2 separate regions of the Mus musculus genome follow, and region 2 is linked to region 1. Evidence: chromatin contacts called from public HiChIP or PLAC-seq data. All regions are on one chromosome and are shown on one strand. Each heading gives the region's core, a stretch centred on a gene start, on an enhancer-like site or on the middle of the called end of the contact. The rest is flanking DNA. Distances are from core to core; before and after follow the strand shown. Region 1 has its middle 15 kb from the start of Mir6516. Region 2 overlaps Septin9 (septin 9).

Region 1 (4,328 bases), core at 1,428-3,927:
AGGGCTTCACACGTTCTAAGATAGGAGCTCTTATGTATTCCTTGGAGGACAAAGAACGTTCCTCAATGAAAACCAAGTAAACAAGATACGCCTCTTTTTGGGATAACATAACAGAGTGAAAACAGGCAGTTGGATCCAACTATTGTGTGGTTCCCACAGAAAGGGCTCATTAAGAAGCCCTGGGGACACAGTTTATTCCAAGGAAAATGTTCCTGAGCTTACACATCCTGAGGCGTGGTGACGTCACTTCCCCAAAAGAGCCCTGTCAGGATATTAGCTTGTCTTGTTATGTTAGGAGACAGGGCACTCTGCCCTCTGGCTCTGTAACTGGGTGTCACCTCCTCCAGCCCCTTCCCAGGCCACTTAGGGAAGCTGCTCTTACAGTCAGGCAGCTGGGTGTCACCTGGCTTCATTGGGGGTCCCCAGGATGCAAAGCATCCCAAAGATCTGGTCAATCTCCGAGCCACATGCAAAGGGGAAGAAAGGAGGATATGTTCTGTGGACCGCTTGTCAGACAGATTCCAGTGTTAGATAAGCACCTGGAACCAGAGCCAGTGGCCTTTAAGATATCTTTCCTGCCAAACAAGGTGGACAAGTATAATCCCAGAACTGGGGAGGTAGAAGCAGGAAGATCAGAATTCAAGATCATCTGCAACTACATAGCAAGTTCAGAGCCAGCCCAGGCTACAGAGACCCTGTGTGTGTGTGTGTGTGTGTGTGTGTGTGTGTGTGTGTGTGTGTGCAGTCTGTCTGTTTTGTTTTGTTTTTGAGACGGGGTTTTTCTATGGTACAGCCCTGGAGCTTGCTTGGTTGATCAGGCTGTCCTAGAACCCAGCGATCCCCCTGCCTCTGCCTCCCTAGTGCTAGGATGAAAGGTCTGCACCACCACTGCCTGGCTGACTCTGTCTTTACAGCAAAAGAAAGATCTTTCCCGGGAGAGTGCTGAGCAATCTAGAGAGTAAGCTTGGCTTCCCCAGCCAACCCCAGACTCCCCTCAATTCTTCCTAATAGAAGCAGTCACTGAAGGAGCTGGCAAGATGACCATGTGGATCCGGGCTCCTGTCACACAGGCTTTGATCCTGGGAATCCATAGAAAGGCAGAAGAAGATAACACTCCACAGGGTGCTCCTTCAACCTCGCTGCCCTCCTCTCTGCAAGAGAGAGAGAGAGAGAGAACAGAGAGAGAGAGAGAGAGAGAGAACAGAGAGAGAGAGAGACAGGGAGAGACAAGACAGAGGGAGAGATAAAGACAGAGATACAGAGAGAGATAAAGACCGAGACACACAGAGAGAAAGACAGAGATACAGAGACACAGAGGGAGGAAGAGATAAAGAAAGAGATATGGAGAGACACAGAGACAGACAGAGATAGAAAAAGAGAAAGATACAGAGAGAGAAAGACAGAGAGACACAGAGACAAAGACAGATACAGAGACAGATGACAGACAGACAGACAGACACACACACACAGAGAAAGAGAGAGAGAGAGAAACATGTTTAGTTGCTACTTACTGGCTGGACAGGAGACAGGAGAATGTTGAATGGGGCATGGGGCCCTGGGGGCTGTGTTTGGGGGTGTACATCTGAGGTGTGACAGAACAGAGTTAGCTATAAGCCACAATGCAAATGTCAAGCCCACAGAGTCACACTCAGAGGTCATGACGTGGCCAGCAGATGAAGTCCCCTGTTCAAAGGCCCTTGCAGGTGCAGCGGATGGGATGGTGCTGGCAATGCGCCTCTCGCCCTACAGAACTCCCATGAGAAAAAGCTGTGTCAGCAAGACGGCCTGGCCCCTCCCAGCCTGTGAAGCCCCAAGGACTGTGAGACAGCCTCAGTGGGAGAAGGTCGTGACCTTCTCACAGCCTCAGTTTTCTCCCTCGGCTGTGCTCTGATGTGGTGTTTTCTACGTATAGATGAACTGCAGTTTCTCTCCACTTTGGGTTTGTTTGTTGTTGGTTTTTTGTTTTGTTTTTTTTTTAAGTCTCTTTCTTCCATTAACCAAGCAAAAAACAGAGTAGAAATCTAAAGAAGAAATTGTGTGTGTGTGTGTGTGTGTGTGTGTGTGTGTGTGTGTGTGTGTGTTGGATGTGCATGTATCTGTTATCTGTTTGTACACTTTTCTTTCCTTTAAAGTCATGCAAATATGCTGGTGTGGCACCTCGTCCATTTAATCTCAACACTAGAGGCAGAGGTACAGAGATCTTAGGGAACTAGTGGTCAGCCTGGTCTACATAGCAACTTTCAAGCCAGCTAGAGCTACCAAGACAGACCTTGTCTCAAAACACAAAACAAAACAAATAAAATCAGTTAAATGAGACTCCTCATTTTCCCCCTGAGAGTCAGGCATGACCTCCAGTCAATCAGGCACTTAGAGCTGGATCACTGGCGACTGTCCCCCGGCCTGCGTCCTCACCACAGAGGAACAGCTGAAAGAGAGGTGGCCTCAGGAAAGCTGTAGGACTGAGCGGTCCAACCAGGACCCCCTCCACGTGGGCAGCATTCGCGGTTGAGTGAACGAGACTCTTCGCCCTGACCCTCAAGGCACACTAGCCTCTCCACCGGCAGCTGGTTTTCTCCAGCATTAGCGACTCTGAGAGAAATCACATGCCTAGGGAGACGTGTGACATGTGAACGTTCTCGGGTGACACACGCATTAACTGCTCTTATACGCAGAGTGAAACTGTGGACCGGATCGGGCTGGCCCCAGTCGTGTTCTCCTGAAGGTTAGGGGTGGGACACAGCAAGGAGCCGATGGGCGGGACTGCGGAGCATCCGCTGAGTTTGGAATCCTGACCCTCCCCTTACTTGGAACAGAAGTGGAGGTGGCTTTCTTGATTCTCAACCAAATTACATTTTTTTTTTCAAAGGCTGGGGGTGTAATTCAGCATACATAAGGTCTTGGGTTGGATCCCTAACAAGAAAAATAAACCAAACAAAACCCCAAAACAAACAAACCAACCAACCTCACCCTTCCTTCACTGCCTGTCTTATTTGCAGAAGAACGCGCCTTTCTTAAGGCCCTTTCTGGAATTTCTCAGTTGGGGTACCGCCTCCTCATTTCCTGTTACTTATCCCTAGAGGAAAAGAAATGACCTAAACAGGGCAGGGGGGATGCTCCATGTGAACAGAGGCTCACCCTGCGAGCCTGGCACCTGAATGAAAAATAGAAATTAAAAAAATAAAAATAAAAATAAAAAAAGGAAATGACTGTCCCTAAGTGTGGTGGAGATGACGATTTATCGTAGATAGAAGAGAGAGCATAGCCCGAGGCAGGGGCATCTGGGAGCCCAGACTGAGCTGGGGCACGCAGGGATACAGGGACAGGGCAGGTAACCAACATGTCTGGATTATAGGGAAGAGCGTCTGAGCAAGAGCAGCCCAGTCCCTGGGCTGGAGAGTTCAGGGTAGAGGGTATGCCAGCCCTACCCTGTAACCGTAGGGACTGGAAGAACCTGAAGCCAGGTCATATTTGATTTGTTAAATAGCCACCATTTGTCTTGGGGTCTGAGACTGACTAACCAGAGTTCAAGCACCACATCCCAAGGTGGAAAGAGAATAGATCAAAAGTGGCACACGTAAGTCTGCACTGGAACACTCACACGCACGCACACACGCGCACGCACACACACACACTGCTAATAATAAATAAAAGTTTAAAAAGGTAGCAATTCACCTAAAAAAAAAACTTTCTGCAAAAAGAACATATCTCCCACAGTCAATTAAAGTGCCACCACCACCACTAGGGTGCCTACAAGCCCTAGATTCTGGTCACTTCAAGTTGCAGTGTTCTGTGAACTCCTGTACACTTGAATAGTCTTTAAACAAACCATCTTTCTCTTGTAACCCACGCTGGCAGTACCGTTTGCTGTCCCCAGTTACTGAAAATGAGAGTAGAAGAAGCCAAACCGGGTGTGGTGGAACACACCTTTCATCTCAGCACTTGGGAAGCAGGAGGATTTCTGTGAGTTCGAGGCCAGCCTGGTCTGCATAGAGAGTTGCAGGACAGCCAGGGCTACATACTGAGACCCTGTTTTTACAAGTAGCATAGAGAGGGAGAAATTTTCTCTCCTGGACAAAGGAGCCAACATCCTTTATGTATGGTGATTAATCTAAAGGTTTTGTAAAATCTGGGAGAATGGGAGATATTAGGTAACGGAAATAGAATGGAAAATGTCACATATTTATTTTGGGGGCTGGGCAGTTTACCAGGCTCTGTACCTACTAGACAAATAACCTACCAACTGAATCACACCTCTCACCCAGCATAATTTAGCATAGGCCTACTAAACACCCAACAGTTCGCAGCGTTTCCTCCTTAAACCTTTCTGT
Region 2 (4,205 bases), core at 205-2,704, 230 kb before region 1:
AGGCTCAGCCTGAAATCCTTTCCACACCACAGTCAAGCCAAGGGTGCAAGGACCTTTACATAATGAGTTCCAGGACAGCCAAAACTACATAATGAGACCCTGTCCAAAAAAAAAAAATCAGCCTTCGTCAGCATCCTGCTCCCAATGTGACCTCTGACCTGGGGCGTGGCCATGGCCAATGCTTGCTTTCTCAGGCGCCTGGCTGCCCCACAGGCAAGATGTGTCAGTCCACAGGTGTGCAGGAGAATATTCCTGGGGGACAGTGAGGCTCTCTGGTAAGTGAGGTGGCTCAGTAGGTATGGTGCTTGCTACAGCAGCCTGCTGACCTGAGTTCAATCCCTGGAACCTACATAAAGGTGGAGAGAGAAATGACTCTACAAAATTGTCCTCTGGGCTTGGGGACAAAAATTAAAAAAGAAAAAATGTCCTCTGACCTCCATGTGTGCATCATGATGTACACAGACACACAAATAATAATAATAATAATAATAATAAATCAATAAAGTATTTTAAAAGGAGTCCTCCATGCTAGAGATGGCACAGCCCAGCACCAGCCACTCGAGCTGAGGACCCAAGTTTAGTTCCCAGCACCCCTGTGGTGGCTCACAGTTCCAGGAGGGGTCTGATGCCCTCTCTTGGCCCCTGTGGGCATTAGGTATGCACGTGGTGTCCAATACACATGAAATTTTAAACAAAATATATCTTTTTGGAAAAAAAAACTCACAAACATTCTCCACTCTGGATGTGTGAGTCATTCCAGGCTTTCCTGGGGTGGTACCTGGCCTGCTAGTAGTGTGACTGCTGACCTATGGAGGTCCCTCATTAGAACCATTGTGAAGCCCCACCCCTCACAGGCAGGGAGGCCTTGGGTCCCATCTGAGAGGGAGAACAGTCAGTTTCGTGCATGCGTGCAAGCCAGCCCCTCCCAGCCTGCTCACTCACCCCCACAGAGGTCTGGGTGGGGCAGTGCTGTGCTCTGCCCCAGGCTCAGGGCTACTACAGAGGTCTCACTTCTCTCTGCCTCTGGCGCTCCAACCACTTCTGCATCAGGCCTTGCTGGGGCTTGGTGACTGAGGTGTGGCCAAGGAGCTCTGAATTACAACAGGAACCATTTGTATGAGTGAGGCACCAAGGCTAAGCTGTGTGACCTCTGGAAAGCTACTTTGCCACTCTGGTCCTATTCCTACAGGTGGTTTTACACGACCTATGTGTGCCTGAGCCTCATCTACGGTGCTTTAGCCCTGTAGCCTATCTTCAATCAGCACAGACAATCAGCTTCTAGGCCCTCCACCCCCACTTCCTCCGGCCTCATAACACTCGGGCTTTCTCTTTCTCCTCACAGTGCCTTGCTGTGTAACTCTGGCCAGCCTGGGACCGGGCTATGTCATCCAGGCCTCCCAAGTGCTCAAACAGCAGGTGTAGTCATGTCACGCAGCCGGGACACTCTTCAGCTCTGCCCCACACAGTGGGCCCCGCCTTCTGCACTTAGCCCCAGTGCTGCTTTCAGTTACTCCCAAGGCAGAGGAACTGATGCTCACCGCCCTCTGTCCTCCGTCCTCCGCCCGGCCTCCACCCAAGAGGCCACTATAGCTCAACAGGCTGTAGGTGGCAGGGGCCAAAGAGGCCAGGCCACACCCCTTCAGGGAAGAGACTCCATCAGTGGAGACAGCTGCTCTAAGCGCAGGAAAAGGAAAGGGGTGGGGGAACTTGGGGGTGGGGGAAACGACCTTCCCCTCCCCCATTCTAGACCTCTACTCCAGGAGGTCCCACCCCCACCCCACCTCAGGGGATTCAGTCTTCTGCCAAACCCAGTAATGAATCCCACATTGCTGGGTCCCCCTCCGCCCTCTGACTGAGCTCTGAACAGCTGGCCCACAGAAGGTACTGAAGCTGAGAGTGGAGAGGAGCCTGCAGAGTCCCACATCCCACCCACCCCTTCCTCTGCAGATAAGGCCCCTCTGTTCCGGCTCTGGCCTGGGAAAGCTCTGTGTATGAGTGTCTCTCTCTCTCTCTCTCTCTCTCTCTCTCTCTCTCTCTCTGTGTGTGTGTGTGTGTGTGTGTGTGTGTGTGTGTGTGTTCGTTAACCCTTTCGTGCAAGGCACATCCTCAAGGCTTCCTGTCCCCAGCAAAGGTGCACGCCACCACAGCAGAGAAAGCTAGGAAACCAATCATCAATAACACACCTCCCACACCACTAAGCCAGTGACAGAGCTTAGGGAAGAGGCCCAAATTTAAACTATCAGTTTGCCTTAGCCAACAGCCGTGAGACCTCTCTGTGCCTTCATCCCTTCTCTGTGAAACACTAATAATGGCAAAGACCCAATAGGACAGGGCCGATGGATTCAAGGAGGTGCTTACTGTAGGTAAAGGGCCCTTAAACACATTGGGACCACAAAGCTCTAATGCCTATCAGCCACATGAATCCGACAGACCTCAGCTCAGCTCAGCAGCTCAGAAGAGCTGGCTCGGTTGGTGCCCGGAACTGTCTGGCAGCCAAAGGTAAGGTCCCCGCTTCCTCTGAGCTCTGCCTGTTCTAGAAGCAGCCACAGCTGGAGTCTAGTCTTAGTTCCAAGAGGTGACCTTTCTGAGTCAGAGACCACAGGGACCCCTGGGGCTACCAGTGTCCGGATATGAGGATATAGCACCATGACTCTCTGACCTCCTCAAACCCACGCTTCTCTCCCCTGCTTCAGTTCTAGTCATGGTGCCCAGGGCATTCTGGGACCTGAGCCTTGGCCCTGTACTGTACACAGCTGCCCTCGAATTTCTGCCTCCAGTGGCCACGTGGCTCGGCCTACCAATGAGGGGAGAGTGCAGCCCAACAGGAATTGACTGGCTGCAATCTACAAACCCAGACAAGGGTGAGCCAAGCCATGAAGCCCTGGAGATCCTCTGTTAGCCTCTGCAGTCCCACTGAGGTGAAAGGTTATCCTCTCTACCCAGAATTCTGAGGGGCCTATTGGAGTGAAAGAAACACAGGGATGCAAAAGTGTCTGTCCCCAGCCATACAGCTGCCACATGCTGGGGCCAGAGGCAGAGCCCCAGCCGATCTTGCTCTCCACAGCACAGTCATGTCCCAAAGAAACAGACAGACTATACAGACAGCAGGTCACTGTGGAGGGAAGGACCCTGTTACACAGTACAGGCCCCCTAGAGTCACACCATGGTACACCAGCCCACAAAAGGCAAACCTGAGAGCTGTAGCCAAGTGAGAATGCACAGGTGACAGATGACTGCTGTGACCAAACTCTCCCCACATGGAGTTAAGGACAGCAAGATGGCGTTGGAGTCCCACAGGGTATACTCCAGGTCAGGGGTCTTCTGAACTGAAGGAAGGGCTTAATCAACACCACATGGCACCATTTCACATGGCAAGTGTGAGCATGTGCAGGACCGTTAGAGCAACACAGCAAGCCCCATGGGCAACACGAAGGGCCAGTGCCTGGGCTGGGGACCCTGGAAGGAGGAAAAGATGTCCTGTGGATGCAGGGAATCAGCCGCCGCCAGCCCAGTGATTCTCTCCCTCTGCTCGCTCATCTCCATGGTGTTGGCATCTCAGCCCACTGTGGGCAACTGGTCACACTTGAGTCTCAGCCCAACCGCTCTCAGGCCCTAGAAAGCCGACGAGTCAGTCACAGCGCAGGGCACAGCTGCTGCTTCCGGGGAGGCCGTGTCAGGCTCGAGGGTGATTGGGAAGCAGCTGGAGCCCTGTGCCTTGTGGCAGCTAAATGACACTCGGTCTTACTCTGGTCTGGCCAGAGCAAGGGCGGCCTTGTCCTGCTTGCTCCCCCGGTGGCGGGGTGACCATCTGAGCAGATGCTGCCCCTGCCTCTCCTGCCCAGGCCCCCATGTGCTAGGGGCTGAAGACATCAGTCTTGGTGTCAGATAACAGGCAGCAGCTGTGCACCCTGGGCCTCCCGGAGGGCTTTCTCTTTCCTTCCGTATAGTGAAGATCCCCACAGAAGGAGGATCTTCACACGGTGGCCAAGGACAGTGAAGAGGGGGTCCTTCATGACATCCCTGGGCAGCCTGGGCTCAGGAACAGCTCATTGTGAGCTTCAGCAAATGGCTTCTCCCTTGCGGCTGAAGCCATCTGGAGCCGGCTTTCTGCTGCCGGAAGCCTAAACGCATCCAGCTACGGACGGTGGTGGGCACCCTGGGAAGGGAGGGGATCCTCTGACTTGAACTGGCAGTGCTTAAGTGGA

What was found. HiChIP or PLAC-seq counts read pairs in DNA pulled down with a chosen protein or histone mark.
Region 2: a contact with region 1 is called in a FOXA1 HiChIP or PLAC-seq map of pancreatic cancer cells. The contact joins two enhancer-like sites. A contact is called at or near these places in 6 of 484 Hi-C or Micro-C datasets (cortical glia, embryonic fibroblasts, embryonic retina and 2 more) and 11 of 115 datasets of contacts at active chromatin or transcription factors (bone marrow-derived macrophages, embryonic fibroblasts, embryonic stem cells and 5 more).

Annotation. Positions count from the first base shown.
Region 1 is chr11:117,090,305-117,094,632 of GRCm38.p6, reverse strand. No RefSeq gene overlaps it. Among named protein-coding and RNA genes, the nearest start is that of Mir6516, 15 kb to the right of the region's middle. Within about 2 kb of position 2,677, at least 123 of the 459 cell types and tissues checked have an H3K27ac peak or open chromatin away from gene starts, as enhancers often do. A contact at or near this core is called in embryonic stem cells, heart atrium, pancreatic cancer cells and 3 more, where this site is marked.
Region 2 is chr11:117,317,445-117,321,649 of GRCm38.p6, reverse strand. The region is part of intron 2 of Septin9 (septin 9); the gene reads right to left. Among named protein-coding and RNA genes, the nearest start is that of Gm34065, 7.4 kb to the left of the region's middle. Within about 2 kb of position 1,454, at least 196 of the 459 cell types and tissues checked have an H3K27ac peak or open chromatin away from gene starts, as enhancers often do. A contact at or near this core is called in embryonic stem cells, heart atrium, pancreatic cancer cells and 3 more, where this site is marked.